5 separate regions of the Mus musculus genome follow, and regions 2, 3, 4 and 5 are each linked to region 1. A link is a contact called in public HiCAR-type and promoter capture Hi-C data. All regions are on one chromosome and are shown on one strand. Each heading gives the region's core, a stretch centred on a gene start, on an enhancer-like site or on the middle of the called end of the contact. The rest is flanking DNA. Distances are from core to core; before and after follow the strand shown. Region 1 holds the start of Cdkn2c (cyclin dependent kinase inhibitor 2C). Region 2 has its middle 56 kb from the start of Spata6. Region 3 holds the start of Coa7 (cytochrome c oxidase assembly factor 7). Region 4 holds the start of Tut4 (terminal uridylyl transferase 4). Region 5 holds the start of Orc1 (origin recognition complex, subunit 1).

Evidence for each region. Promoter capture Hi-C pulls out the DNA fragments that hold promoters and counts their contacts. HiCAR-type assays count read pairs that join an accessible place to other places.
Region 2: a contact with region 1 is called in a HiCAR-type map of astrocytes, with 6 times the contacts expected there. The contact joins the enhancer-like site here to the promoter of Cdkn2c in region 1. A contact is called at or near these places in 7 of 39 promoter capture datasets (cranial neural crest, embryonic stem cells, frontonasal cranial neural crest and 4 more) and 3 of 115 datasets of contacts at active chromatin or transcription factors (astrocytes, embryonic forebrain and stem cell-derived neural progenitor cells).
Region 3: a contact with region 1 is called in a promoter capture Hi-C map of pre-B cells, with 2.6 times the contacts expected there. The contact joins the promoter of Coa7 here to the promoter of Cdkn2c in region 1. A contact is called at or near these places in 2 of 39 promoter capture datasets (hematopoietic stem and progenitor cells and pre-B cells).
Region 4: a contact with region 1 is called in a promoter capture Hi-C map of pre-B cells, with 2.2 times the contacts expected there. The contact joins the promoter of Tut4 here to the promoter of Cdkn2c in region 1. A contact is called at or near these places in 1 of 39 promoter capture datasets (pre-B cells), 1 of 484 Hi-C or Micro-C datasets (B cells) and 1 of 115 datasets of contacts at active chromatin or transcription factors (pro-B cells).
Region 5: a contact with region 1 is called in a promoter capture Hi-C map of pre-B cells. The contact joins the promoter of Orc1 here to the promoter of Cdkn2c in region 1. A contact is called at or near these places in 3 of 39 promoter capture datasets (liver, neutrophils and pre-B cells) and 1 of 484 Hi-C or Micro-C datasets (pre-B cells).

The regions. Positions count from the first base shown.
Region 1 is chr4:109,665,298-109,668,151 of GRCm38.p6, forward strand. Cdkn2c (cyclin dependent kinase inhibitor 2C) reads right to left here and starts at 1,459. Exons shown (of 3, transcript NM_001301368.1): 1 at 313-1,459.
Region 2 is chr4:111,662,819-111,665,672 of GRCm38.p6, forward strand. It overlaps a transcript of Agbl4 not described here. Among named protein-coding and RNA genes, the nearest start is that of Spata6, 56 kb to the right of the region's middle. Within about 2 kb of position 1,508, at least 76 of the 459 cell types and tissues checked have an H3K27ac peak or open chromatin away from gene starts, as enhancers often do. A contact at or near this core is called in astrocytes, stem cell-derived epiblast-like cells, stem cell-derived neural progenitor cells and 1 more, where this site is marked.
Region 3 is chr4:108,326,767-108,329,620 of GRCm38.p6, forward strand. Coa7 (cytochrome c oxidase assembly factor 7) reads left to right here and starts at 1,386. Exons shown (of 3, transcript NM_027250.4): 1 at 1,386-1,524. The coding sequence starts at 1,419.
Region 4 is chr4:108,458,051-108,460,904 of GRCm38.p6, forward strand. It overlaps Tut4 (terminal uridylyl transferase 4), which reads left to right and starts at 1,360. Exons shown (of 31, transcript NM_175472.4): 1 at 1,360-1,589; 2 at 1,967-2,150.
Region 5 is chr4:108,578,091-108,580,944 of GRCm38.p6, forward strand. It overlaps Orc1 (origin recognition complex, subunit 1), which reads left to right and starts at 1,364. Exons shown (of 17, transcript NM_011015.2): 1 at 1,364-1,485. Prpf38a (PRP38 pre-mRNA processing factor 38 (yeast) domain containing A) reads right to left here and starts at 1,246. Exons shown (of 10, transcript NM_172697.3): 1 at 895-1,246. The coding sequence starts at 1,024.

The DNA.
Region 1 (2,854 bases), core at 209-2,708:
AAGGTCGGCCTGCCAAAAGCCCGCCCCTCGATTCACACGTGATTATTCAGCAAAAGTGAGCCCATTGGAGAGGGGCTCCTTCTCTAGCTTTTTAGCTTAACCCCTAAGAAGGATTCTGGCGATTCAACAGAGATACATACACAGAAGCAGTTCTTGATTAATTACTATGGACGTGAGATGTAGGCAGAGCTGTCACGTACCTAAGCTTTACAGCTCTGTGAGGAAGATGTTGCGGAGACTTAAAGGACTAGGTCAGCTCAGACAACACCGCGAAAGAAAAAGTATTAGAGAGTAGAAAAGGTATTAACCCACCCTTGTTCACAGTGGTGATTTGAGGCAGAATTTCAGAGTCAGGTCCTTCGCAGAGCTCACTTTCCATCCGTCTAGCCGAAGGGGGTAGTCCAGAGTGCTGCTCGCTCGCTAGCAGAGCGCCGCGCTGGCTGGATGCTGACGTGCTCGGGAGGGTTAAAGACGATCGCTGAGGGCAGACCAGAGCAGCAGCTCTGAAGCCCTCAACTCTCAGGTCTCAACGACTCCCTAGCGGGCTCGGCGTCTTCAGAAGAGCCTCCGGAGCCCGCCCGCCGAGCTGCCGCAGCCCCGCCGAGCCTCAGAGGCCGTGGGAGCCGGGCAGGGCGCGGGTCTCCGGAGGCTGGTGGGTGTGCGGCAGACCCCCGCCAAGCCCGTCATGCCGGCCCCGCCGGGTCCCGGGACTCCCGGCAGCCTGAAGACGGTGCACGGCGAAGGGGGAAGCGTCTATGGGGCTCCAGCCGCTGGGGTAGCTCGCGGCAGCATCGCTCTTGCACCCGGCCAGCTCACCAGTAACTTCCCGCCTACGACCGAGCTAGCTCAGGCTCTTCACTGCAAGCGCTCGCTGAGGGGCGGCCGTCGCCTCTGCCGCTGTCGTTCCCTCCCTTTCAGATTTTCCCGGGGCGTCCGATGATGGGAAGGGTCTTTGGAAGTAGGAGCGGTCGCCACAGATCCCGGGCGCAGCCAGTCCCGCCAACTTCTTGGCGGCCGCCCAGCAGCTCGGGCGCTCGGTGCCACTTGGCCAGTTAGTTCTTGGCGGTCCTCCGGCCTGTGCCCCTATCAGTGCCGCGGACAGGACAGCGGCTGCCAGCCAGTTGGGTTCCGGAGCCGAGGCAGGCTGCGCCGGCCGGTCGCGAGCCGCAGCTGACAGTTTCTTTTGTAGTCCGACTCCCCCAAATCTCTGATCGCCGCTCCCTTCTCCGCTACAGACACTTGCGCGTCTTTCCTTTAGGATCTTTCCCTTCCCTCCCTCCTTTGCTTCTTTTTCCGCTGAAGCAACTGCTGCTACGGTTGCCTCTGAAGGTACTGTGCCGGTTTCTTATCCCTTTTTTCCGACCTCATCAGCTTTTTTTGAAAAGAAAAAAATTGAGCGCTTTTTGAGTTGAAAAACCCGCCCCCATTTTAACGGCAGAGTTTTAAGGAGGCTCCGCCGAGTTAGGGCGCCGCGGGAGCGGGAAGGCCGGGCCCCGCCCACGCCCCGCCCAACGCCCTGGCGGCGCAGTGGCCGGCAGCCCGCTCGCTCCGCCCTCGCGGCCCTGCGCCCTTCTCTGCCCGCGCTGGGCCTGGGTTCGCTGGCGCTCCCGCCTGCCCTCTCGCTTCGCTAGTCTCCCCTGCCGAAGCGGGGTGGGTTCGGCCCGGCCTGGCCTGCTGTTCTGGGGCTGGCTGGAGTGGGAGCCTCTACCGTGCGGGACCCCGGTGGTGGTAACTAAGGCCGCGGGTGCGGGCGGAGGCCCTTAGAGGCTCGGCGGCCCTGCAGCTGACGGGTAGGATCTCCTCTGCTGGAGCCGGGCAGCTCCACCCTCCTCGGCGCTCCCCGACCAGGCTCGCCGAGTTCGAGTGGCCTGGCCCGGGGCTGCTGGACTCCTTTGCTCTGCCACAGGCCTTGGCACCTGTCAGGTCATTGCCAGGGCTGCAGAGGCGACACAACTGACAGCACCACAGGGCAGAGAAGTCTTGTAGACCGAGTTTTATGAGAACTGAAAGCATATTACAAGAAATCCCGACGAACTTCAGGGTCTAGAAAATGTGAACTTCTAGTCTTGAGGGAAAAGGAGAAATGCAATTAACTTTAAACAAAGCTTACAGTGAGTTAGAAAGGTTTTCTAAAAAGGCTATGTCTTTATTGGGGGATTTCTTTCACTCACTACACCGAGGATTGGTTGTTTTTAGGTGGAGGTGAGGATGGTGGTCTAAGTGTAAAAGGACCAGTGCATCCATATATTTCATATTCATCAATTTTCTGTACTTTTCACGTCTTCTTGTAGGCATATGAGATTATTGCCTTCTATACTTTTATGCTTTTAAAAAAACACCAGCATGGTTGCATTCAGTGGTCAAAATGAAACCAAACCCCCCCTCCGCCTCCCCTCCCCCCCAAATATTGGTCTAATTAGAACCAGCCACTGCACATATATCCTCAAGTAACATCTGTAACCCAGTTCCTTGGAGTAAAGTGAAAGTATTCAAACAAGCCAGAGACATCTGGATAGTCATTTAGCAACAGGTTGGCTGTTAGGGAAAATTGGAACTACAAGAATTTGGCAGTGTTTCTTTAAGTTGTTAAGAAAAAGATTAGAGCTAATTTTTGAGGTATCGAAAGCTGAATATTGTGAATCAGGTAACAACAAAGGGGATGAACTTCTTTAAAAATCATTTTAACAGAATATTTAGGATTCCATGTATACTGTATTCCATGTATACATTCTGGGAACTCTGAGTTTTTAGTTATCTGGAAGCTATGATAGGAGATTGGCACTGTTAAAGTGATAACTAGCACTAATACAAATTTACAAACACTGCTTTCTGGAAATTAATGGTGTCTTGCTTG
Region 2 (2,854 bases), core at 258-2,757, 2.0 Mb after region 1:
TGTCAAGTGATGGACATGCACATAAGTGACTTCCTTACAGTGTGTGTATGTGCTGTCTTCTCTTTCTGTTATTTCCCTTTTACAGGAAAGAAAAAGCCCCTCCTTGCAAGCACCCACCCCCAAGGGGCTCAACCAGCAACGTCTCCATTGGCAAAGGGGACAAGAAGAACTCACTGAACCACAAAGACCCATCAACCCCCTTTTAAAGACATGGCGCCAGGAGGCATTGTGGGTTCAGGAGCATGCATTTCTTGCTGGGGCATGAAATTAAGTGCTCTTTCCTGGTTTCCAAGACAGGGGTTTTCAGGATAATACATAAGCTAGTGAAAGAGTCAGGGAAAGAGAGAAACTTTATCATCGATTTTTCCCCTTTACCAATGGGAAATCAATCGTGAGCCTTCAACTCAAGGCTGAACAGAATGTGCAAATGGAATCAGGTCAGCACAGGCTTTCTCTTCCATGGAGCAGAGGAAATCCTACATACCTCTCTCATGAGGTCCCACATGTCCGACCACTCAGTGCCCTGGAAGCCCCTTTGCCCTTCACATCTGCTCAGTGCCCTGGAAGCCCCTTTCCCCTTTTTAAAGTCACAGAGTCATGATGCTGGTGACTTCACTTAAAATAGGTTGCAGTTGTTTCTAGTTTAGGAATGCAGTCTCCGTATTTTCTGATCCAAAGCAACAACAACACACATACAAGCCAGAGGCAAACATGCTGTTGGGAACAATGGGGCAGAAGTTTTGAAATCAGAGTGGTCTAAAAAATATGGGCATTGTGTCTATAAGCTCTCTCGCTCCCTCAAGCCCCAGCATGCAACTTCAGAAAGCTGTTCTGAAAGCTATTTTTCAACTTCCTGGCTAGTTTAATTGAATTTCTAGCTCCTCCAAACAAAAAGTATTGCACATTCATTCCCAAGAACTGCTGTGGTTAAGGTCTGCAGTCCCTGGTGACAAGGATCAGGGGAGGTAAGCACTGATAATCTGCAATGAGAACAAGGTGACTACCAGGTAAGGGGGCTACAGGAGACAAAGGAGCACACTCCAGGCAGGTAGGGAGATAAAAGACAAGGACAGCAGAAGCAATTCCCAAGGGGAGGCAAGCCAAATAGTGTGCATTTTCCTGAAGCTTAAAGTGCCTTTGTGTGATGAATGGGTCCAGGGGAGTCTACTCCCTTCCTGCCTGTGGAAGCAGCAGGCTGAGTCACCATGACAGCCTGCTAATTAAAATGACCTCCCGGAAATGAGGATTAGGAGATAGGGAGAGGGAGGGAGGCTCCAGGGAGATAGGGCCTTCAGCACACAACTCCAGTTAAACAGTCTTTGTGTTTGAGATGGAGATTTTCAAAGTTTATTGCAAAAATCAAGAGCAAAGCTTGTTTTCTCTTTCACATACTGGTTTTCAGAAATGGTAACAAAGAAACATATGTCAGTTTGCTATGAGTGTCCCATTGTGTACATAGCAACCTTCCTGGGTTTTTATTGCCCAAATAAAGTGGTTTGTGCAGCACTTCTGTTCCCCGGAGTGTTCTTGGCACCCTTCCCTCTTGGCTTCCTACTCCTTGGAGGACAACCAGCCAACCCCAAATTAGAATTAATCTTTTGAGGTCAGGGGCTCTGTCAAGATGCACAAGAGTGGCGAGACTTGAAGGCTCTGCAATTCCTGTGTCAGAATGGTGAGGAGCTTAAGAATTCACCTGGCTCAACCGTGAGGCAGCTTTGGAAATGATAGCATCATTTTAGATAATGTGAACAAGGGTGGGTTGCATAAAATGAGACTGCAGCTTAGATGGACTTTCTTCCACACCCATCTCTTGTGGCTGTGCATAGGCACTGTGTTTTTAAAAGCCTGTTGACTGATTAGAACCCAGGTTAAAACTTGAAGACAGGCAATTCAGGTTCTAATTCTGAATTCAAACCGTGCTTTATGTCTTAACATCTATAGAATACAGAACAGTCAGTTTACCTTTATGGATCTCGGGTCTCTCACTTGTAATACCCTTCTCACTCTAACAGTTATGATGATTTGATGAACTTAGGTATGGGAAACATTTGTGCTCATTAAACGATAGCTATGATCACTTGAAAGATGACCAATATGGAGAGGTGTGGGGAAATCACTACAAGGGGAGTAGAAGTGTTTCTTTTTGAGATAAAAGTGGAGGGATGTAAATAAATTAATAGTAATAAAGAAAATACTTGCAAAGGAAAAAAGTTAAGGGTAGAGATGGGAAAGCAAGGTTACAATCTCTTCAATGTTTAAGGGACATCATGGGACAAACGAAGTAAATTTATGCTGTGTTGGCCAGAGTTAATTTGGTCAAATCCCGGGACTACTATTCAGTAAGACAAGCTTCAGCTCATGCTAAAGAAAGTGCTCTATTAAAGAGAGCAGCCAAACATGAGTTCCTTGGAAGGTAGTGAGCGTCTCATTATCAGAGGAATTCAACCAGAGTATGAGTAGAGAAAGAAGGGTTTCCTTCCTTAGGGGAATGCTGGGTTTGAAGCTAGGTGTCCTATAGCATCACCCCTGGTCTGTGGCTCTGGAAAGAAATGACATGAGGCAGGCTACATTTCTGTTAGATAATAGAGTTCACAGTAAAATATCATTAAATACCAGACACAAGAACATAAATTATCTGTGAATTATAGCATATTGACCAGGAGTCATATAGCATGCTGATGTCTTGCATTGCTTAGAGGAATAAATGCTATTTAGGGTATACTATATAGGCTGGCAATGGTCTGCCCAGGGGTTGTCACTGGCCCTTGTGGAAGTCTTGACAAGCTCAGTTCCTCTGTAGTGCTCTTGGATAAGGTCATACCTGTAACATAAAGCTGGTGAAGACGAGCTCTCA
Region 3 (2,854 bases), core at 136-2,635, 1.3 Mb before region 1:
ACAAGTGCTAGGATTGCACCATGCCTGTTTTAGGACATGATGAAGACTGAACCCAAGGGACCAGGCAAGTTCTCCAACAGATGAGCTACTTCTTCAGCCTAAATATTATTATTATTTTTTTTTAATAATGGCTTACTGTTTTCCAAGCTATCCTGGAACTCCTGGAGGCCAGGTGGTGTGGCCTCTTCTGAGGCCTGGGCTTGCTCAGTTCTTGGAAACAGAGATTTATGTCTAGTCTCCTGAACTGCCAATGTGAAGCCTGTCATGGAGTCAGCCTGTCTCAGTTATACAGAACAAAGCAAGTAAGCTTCTAGATGTATCCAGTAGGAGTAGGTTAAGGAGGGAGGCTCCAAAGTAAAGGTCAGGCCTTCTCATCCTGGACCATGTATTCTAAGGGCTCCCTCTAGTGATTACAGATATAAACAAGATAAAAAGAACACGGATAGGTGGATGTGGGAGCTTGTATCTGCAACAGTACTCAGTAGGCTGAGGGGGGAGGATTGTCTCAAAGTGAGATTCTATCAAAGGAAAAACAGGAGAAGCCATACATAAAAGTCAGTTTTAGCCAGAGGCTCTGGAGTAACGCAGAGCTTGTGCTATCCTGTGAAAGATGTGTCATGGAACTGCTTTTAAAACCATGAGTCCATTCCCAATCGGCCTTTCCCTTTCTCCTTGCCCCAATAAACCTCTTCGGTAAGATCTGTTGCATCATATGACTTCATAGTGTTCCTTGGCTTCAATCCGCCATGCTGCTGTTCTAAAACTATTATAGTGACCATGTTGTCACTATAATCCCGACCACTGATGTGTTCTAATCATAACTCGCAGTCATATTAATATGGATGATTTTGATGGGTCTACAAAGAATATAGAGATAAGGGCATCCCGTGGCAATTGCACAGATTTATTTATTTCGGTTTTTCCGGCCATATTTGGGACACACAAGGTATTCAAAATGCTTGCCACCCAAATGAACGAATGCTTTCGGAATAGATTTCAAGTTCTGTTTTACGATGCTTCAGAGTACTTGGTGGTGAGCTGCAGCCCAACGCTGTAAGCTTTGGTAAGGCTGGGACCTGAGCTCCCGGCTGTGTCGGCTTTAGAACCGGAACTGAAGAATGTCTGGCTGATCCAGACTACAGGGAGAAAACCATTAAGGGGCAGTATGGCCTCAGATAAACCGACGCAGAAACCTGGGAGAGGGCTGTCCAAAAAGAAGAATAAAAGCCTGGAGGGGTGGGGGGGGTGGGGAGCTACCACCGCAAAGGATGATGGGAAGCGGTAATCGTCTCCTTCCTTCCAACCCGCCCCCGTACTGAGGAGCGCTGACGTCACGCACGCCGCCGGCATGCCCCGCCCCTGGGCTGGCTCACGTAACTGAGGGTGGAGCCACAAAGCGATTTGTGGGAGTCGGAATCATGGCGGGCTTGGTTGACTTCCAGGACGAGGAGCAGGTGAAGTCCTTCCTGGAGAACATGGAGGTGGAGTGTCACTACCAATGCTACCGCGAGAAGGACCCGGAGGGTGAGCGCCAACTGCGCAGCCTGGGACATAGGGGAGGGGAGCGAGCGTGGGGTGCAGTCGTGGTCACGTGGCGGGCCGAGGACGCCTAAGGACCGGGTCAGGGTCACTACGGGCCTGTGGGCGGGAAGTTGTAGTGCATCGGGGGCGGGGCCTGCAGCGGAGGGCGGAGCCCTCAGGCTAGATGCTGTGTAGTCAAGTTTAGGGTGCTAGGACTGGAGGTGTGAGGGTGAAGTAGAACCTCGGTGTACATGTCTTTGAGGGAATCATTTAACATGCAGGAAATAAATGAAATATATGCTAGTAGTAAATGCGAGCCAGAATTGGTTGGCATCTTGCACCTGTAATTCTAGCGTTCGGGAGGCTGAGGAAGGAGGATCACTTAGAACTCAGGAGTTAAGGACTAGCCTGAACTACATAGCAAAACCCGGCCCAAAAAAAGAATTGGAGAGGGAGATTGGAGTGGTGGTCCAGTAATTAGGAGCCCATTTAAAGTTCTAGGAGATCCAATGCCTCTGGCCTCTGCTGCCACCACACCACATGCTCGTATACACACATCCATAATTTAAAATAATAAAAATTAAATCTTTTTTTTTTTGAGACTGTCATTATGTAGCCTTGACTGGCCTAGAACTTACAGTGTAGGCCACGCTAGCCTTGGACTCAGAACTGCTTCCTCTATCTTCTGAGTTTTTGGCATGAGCCACAGGCCTGTTAACAAATTAATAAATTAATTAATTTGTTGAGGTGTTATTCTTTGTGTAGTCCTGACTGTCCTTCTGTTGATCAGGCTAGCCTGAAACTAAGATATCTGCAAGCTTCTGTTTCTCAAGTGCTAGAAGGTGTGGGCTGCCACCATCCAGCACAAAATTTTAAAAAAAAATTTTTTTTTTGTTTTAGTTTTTTCGAGGGAAAAAAAAGTTTTTTTAAGGTAAGTGAAATGTGATAAAAAGAACTGAGTGAAGGGCACTGCCCAATGACATGGCTTTTGAATAAAGCTTTGAAGGAGGAAAGGAACCATTGTAAGTCTTTGCCAGGCAGAGGTAATAAAAGGTCAGAAATTGACTATATTTATTTATTTATTATATGTAAGTACACTGTAGCTGTCTTCAGACACTCCAGAAGAGAGCATCAGATTTCATTACAGATGGTTGTGAGCCACCATGTGGTTGCTGGGATTTGAACTCAGGACCTTTGGAAGAGTAGTCGGTTTCCTTAACCACTGAGCCATCTCACCAGCCCCAGAAATGGACTCTTATGTGCAGTGAGGAGGTGGAGTGTATGAGTGACCAGTGCCCAAACAAGTGTCCAGTGTCTGTAGGTTGTTTTCCTA
Region 4 (2,854 bases), core at 110-2,609, 1.2 Mb before region 1:
AAGGAAAAGAAACAAAAAAGCCAAAACAAAAAAATGAACATGTTATTGTGGAAGCTATAAGTCTATTTTTTATTTTTAAAGAGATCAAGGCAAAGACAGGCGGCTTTCTGAGTTCGAGGCCAGCCTGGGCTACAGAGTCTGGCTTTGACCTGGTGATCATCCTGCCCCAGCTTCCAGAATGCTGATATTACAGCTGTAATCTACCACACCTAACATTCGGTTTTCACTTTCATTTCCTCTTCTGTTCTTTACCTTATCTCTCTGAAGTTTGGACACATTTAAAAATGTTTCAGATGAGGCAACTCTGGATTTTTTATTAGTTTGATAATCGCCCCAAGCTGGAAGGGTTGACTGGCTACCCTCTATCCACAGCTCCTGGGTCTGCTGGAGTCAGAGACAGGGGGAAGGGGATTGTCAGAGCATATTTTCTCCTCTGCAAATGGAAGCCATAGTATCTATTGTCACAAGATCATTATGAAGATTAGGTGGTTAAGTGTATGAAGCCTCCTCAGCTCGATGCCTAGAAGTAAGTTGGCAATGCTTGGTCCCTTCTCACTAAGCTTGTTCAGCTTTGGGGATTCTGACGGACATATCATGTGAGAGGTGTTTAGTTCTGGGATGTAGCAGGAAGTCGATGAACTCTGCAGAGACAATTGCCTCTCTGTAGCCTCTTAGCAGCTCTGGTCTGTGAGTCACAAGAAAATTTGTCATTACCTTGTAAATATTTAAGATTCAGCTGCTTCCCTTTATAAAACCCCACGTTTAGTGCCATACACTTTTTCTGCCTAGTAAATATCCACCTCAAGGACTGCAGTTGTGTGATTTGACCAGCTCTGAGTGAAGTAGGAGACTGGTCAAATAATAATCTCGAGGCTTGAGGGCGGGGGGGGGGGGTGTCATTAAAATAAACTAACAAAGCCTTCTAGTCTTCCATGAGTGTAAATTTAAATGAGAGGAAGCTAACACATTTAAAAAAAAAAAAGGAGGAAGGAGGGAAGCCGTTCTTGGTAGTTGTTTCTATGCCCACCTGAAACTAAAGAAATGGTTTTCGAACTATTTCTCAAGATTTCTCTGCTTTGTTAGTCCTGAGGTGATGCAAAACTGGACTGGATGCAAGGGTGAAGGGGTGGGGGGCTCCCTCCTGCTAGCTGCTCGACAGTGCTCAGAAGTCAGGAATGGTCGCGGAGGATTCAAGAAATGCGTGGGCTGTCGGACAGTGACAAGCCCGAGCCTGCACATCTACGGCCTCTCCCTGGGGCACAGCTAGGCAACCTGCCCCCTTTCCCGCCCGGGGGCCTCAGGCAAGGCGCCCGCAGCCAGGGAGCCTGACGTGAGAAGCGCGACGGTGCACGCGACCCTAAGCTCGCCGGCGTCCTCGCGCCGCTTCCCGGCGTCGGCGTGCTGGACCGCAGGACCCTCTCTCTCTCTTTCTCTCTCCCTGCAGGCCCGCTCCAGCCAGCGAGCCGCGGGTAGCTCCGACCCTTTCCCTCCCTCCCTCCCTTCCTCTCTCCCTCGGGGGCCCGCCCGCCCCCAGCTCGGGCGCCGATCGGAGCCCGCGCGCGCTCGCCCGCTCTCCCTCCTCAGCGCGGGTGTGTGCGCGCCGTCCTCCCACCTCCATCCCCTCCTCATTGTTTCCGGGCGACCGCCACGAGCCCCGGAACGAAGCCCCTCCCCCCACGCCCCCCGGTCTACCCCCTCCTCCGCCGAGGTTTGACGGGTGCTTGGGGGGGATCCCCAGAATTAAAGAAGAGGGAGCCCCTGAACCCAGCTCTGGGAGGCTCTGCTCCCCGCCTCCGAGGCTATCTCCTCCCATCCCAATCGGGATCCCAGGCTGGGGAGAGCCTCCGACTCCCCTCCCCCCTCGGCCGGGCGCCACTCTCCCTCAGCCCCCTCCCCTCAGCGGGTCCTCCTCTTTCTCTCGCTCCCTCCTCCTCCCCCTCCCCGTCCCTTCCCCCCCACAATGCAGTTCGCGGCGCGGCGGACATGGCGGTGGAGTCCTGAGCTCGTCGTGTCCTGGCCTCCATCGGCGGCGGCGACGGCGGCGGCGGCGACGGCGACGGGGGCGGCAGCGGCGGCGGGAGGCGGAGGGGGAGCCGGAGCCTCTGAGATGAGGAGGCGTCGCGCGCGCCTGTAGCTCGCGGGCTTCTCAGGTACGGGGCTGCGGGCCGCCGCGCTGCGCGGGCTGCCGAGGGGGTGTGCTCGGCCGCTGAGCCCGGGGGCCCCCAGCTTGTCCCCTTCAGGTGCGGCGCCTCGCAGGTGTCCGCGCCGCCGGAGCGCGTCTCCGCCGCCCCCTCGGGGCCTGGCACTTCCTCCTGGGCTGGAACTGGCTTCTGGTGTCCCAGGGGAAAGCCGAGGGAAGGAGGGAAGTCGAGAAGGCGGCCTGGGCGGCCTGAGGAGGGCTTTGGGGGGCCGACCTTAGGGAAAGCTGGGGCGCCCGTCCGGCCACCGAAACCTGTTGTAGACGGGGTAGGAGTATCTGAGTTAACGGGATTGGTCTAGCCTTCGCTTAGATCCAGTGCGTGTTTGTCTGTATTGTGTGCCTTTCTTTCACCCTGTGTATGTGTATGTATATATACACTTGTAAACACACACACACACAGCGTGTCCTCCCCGCCATCCCCCGGGCTTGTCCTTGTCGGGAGGGAGCAGAGGTAGGTTTGTGTGGATTTCGTTTCCTGCTCACCCGCCGTCTCTGTCCCCCGCCCCCCAGTCGAGAGGTGCTGGTACTGCGCGCTTTTGACGTGGGTAACTGTGAGATTCGTATTTGTAAACAGACAGCACTTCCCCAGTGTGTCGCACGCCTTCGCAAGTGGTTTCTGATCCTTTTGATATCAGGATTACAAAAGAATGAGGT
Region 5 (2,854 bases), core at 114-2,613, 1.1 Mb before region 1:
TGAAGTTCCTTGAACATCTTCAAGCTGCATTAAAGGAACCCTTATCTGGTCCCTGAGATAAACAATCTAGGACCCAGCAGACTATCAATAAATAAATAAACAAATAAATTAATTAATTTAAAAAAATGGAATGGCTCAAAAAAAAAAAAAAAAAACTAAAGAAATCCTTCAGCATCAAGAAAGACCGGTCAAGCCGGGTGTAGTGGCGCACACCTTTAATCCCAGCACTCGAAGGCAGAGGCAGGTGGATTTCTGAGTTCGAGGCCAGCCTGGTCTACAAAGTGAGTTCCAGGACAGCAAGGGCTATAGAGAAACCCTGTCTCGAAAAACAAAACAAAAAAAAGAAAGACCGGTCAAGCAGGACGTGGTGGCGCACGCCTTTAATCCCAGCACTTGGGAGGCAGAGGCAGAGGCAGGCGGATTTCTGAGTTCGAGTTCGAGGACAGCCTGGTCTACAAAGTGAGTTCCAGGACATAGGACAGCCAGGGCTACAGAGAAACCCTGTCTCGGAGCCCACCCCCCCCCCCCCCCAAAGAAAGAAAGAAAGAAAGAAAGAAAGAAAGAAGGAAAGACCGGTGAGCCCTGCGGTGCTGGTGTATTCCTTGAATTCCAGCACTCGGGAGACAGAGGCAGTTCGAAGCCAGCAGTTCTCCAGGACAGCCAGGGCTATTACAGAGAAACCCTGTCTCGGAAAACGGAAAAGAAAAAAGAGAAAAGAGAAAAAGATCGTGTCAGATTTGTCTGTGTCCCGTCTAGTACAAGTCCAGGCACAGAGCAGTTTATATGAATAGTTGACATACTCTTCCAGTATCACCCCCAAAGGGTCCGTCCTTCCTCACTCAGACAGAAGAAACCACCCGTAAGCCGAGACGCGGGCTGCGCGCTGTCGCTCACCTGTAAGTCCAAAACACTCTTCTTTCCAGTACTTTGATTCATAGATTCGCGTCCGGATGATCTTCTCCACCAGATACTGAGGGTTGGTGCCATGGATGCTGTGGGCATCCTTCACTGTACGGTTCGCCATTTTAGAACTCTTTCAATTCTATTTCCGTCGGCTTGCTTAATACGTCACATTCAGTATTTATTTAAAAGAAGGGAAAAAAAAAAAAGGACTACCGGAGGCTAGGGAAACATTAAGGAATCCCTTGCGACCGCGGAAAGCCACCAGCTTCGTACCGGAAGCTGTGGCGTAGAACTCTTTCGCCGGAATACGCACACCCCGCACCAGAGAGGGCCCAAGCAAATTGGCGGAAGTACGTCATGAACCCCCGGGAGGGCGTGGCGAGTGTCCGAAACGCCAATCAGAATCACACTGTGGGCGGGGTTTCGGTTAGTGGCGCGAAAAGTTTTCTCCTGTGCCTTCAGTTCTTAGTCAGCTGAGAGCTGGGACTACGTGTTGTAGCCGTGGTCTCCCGGAGGAGCCAGACCTGGACGAGCGAGCGTCCCCCAGCTACTCCAGTGCCTGGACTGCAAAGCGTCGGCGAGGTGAGTGCGGGTCGTTGTCCACGGACTGCATACACGTGCACCTAGGGCCGTCGGTGCCGGCACCGCTCGCAAGCCTGTAAACCTTCTCGCCTCCCCGGAGCTCCAGGAACACTTCCTGCACTGAAGGAGACCTCGGAGAAGCGGGTGGCGCCGGCCCTCGGTGGGGAGCCTAAGGCTTTGGCTCTCCGCGTGCACTGCTTCTGAAAAGCACTCGCAACCTTTCCTCTGGAACCGCGGAGCTGGTGTTGCTCTCCGCTTTACTGGTGATTCCGCCCAGAGACAGACTTTCTCTAAGTCACTTTCTGGGACTTTGGCGTCTCCTCTCCACATGGCTTGCCCTTAAGTGAGCTTTCATCTCCAATCACTGGAGAAAACATCTAATGGCTCGTATTCTACTTTCTTGGGTCTAGCCTTCTCTTAACAATTGGAGAAATTGGGAGTTCTAAGCTTTGAGCTGTGAGATTCCTGTCACGAGGTCTTTTTAGTTTTCCATAGAAGTCGAATAATCGTAATTATTTTCTACTGTAATGGTTTTTAGACATTTTTCTGTGTAGAGCCGGCTGTCCTGTAGCTTGCTCAGAACCAGGCTGGTCTCGAATTTAGAGACTGCCTCTGCCTCAGGCCCTAGAATTAATGGCATGCACCACCACACCCTGTTTTTTCAGAATTAGATTGGGGAAGGTGCGGGAGGGGGGTTCAAAACAGAGTTTCTCTCTGTAGCCCCGTTTGTCCTGGAACACTTATAGACACACATCTCAGCCCCCTCTCCTGAGAGGCTCCTCCAGACTGTTGTTGCTAATCCTTCCTATAGACAAGTTGTTCCTCTGGCTTCAGGATGAAGTTCTGGGGACAAGTCAAACTTCTTGGAATCCATTGTTTCAATAGTTGGCTACAGTAGGATGGGCATTGGTTTATCATACCGTATTTTCTCTTAGTCTGATTATCTTAGAACAGTGCTTAGCACACAGGCCTCAAATAATATTGGTTGAATAAAAAGAGATACTATTTTTCCATTTTGTGGATTAGGAAATGGGTCCGGTGGACCTGCCACTCTGATTGGGAAGCTGTATATATTACTGTATATAATAAGCTGCCAGAAGTAAATACTATTTTCACAGGTGATACGATGATACATAAGGTAAGGTAGCTTATTGGTATCTGACTGTTCAGACTTAACTTGTACAAAGATAACATCTCCCTTTCATTAGCAAATATTTATTATTGAGCATCTTCTATGAATTTACATTGTTCTGGGGTTACTTTAAAGATTTAAATGAGGTACATGTGTCAAGAGTTTGGGCTTAACTTTTATTAAGGTTCCTTTTATGTTTTTGCATTGGGTATGGTTCCTGTACTGGGTTCAGACTTG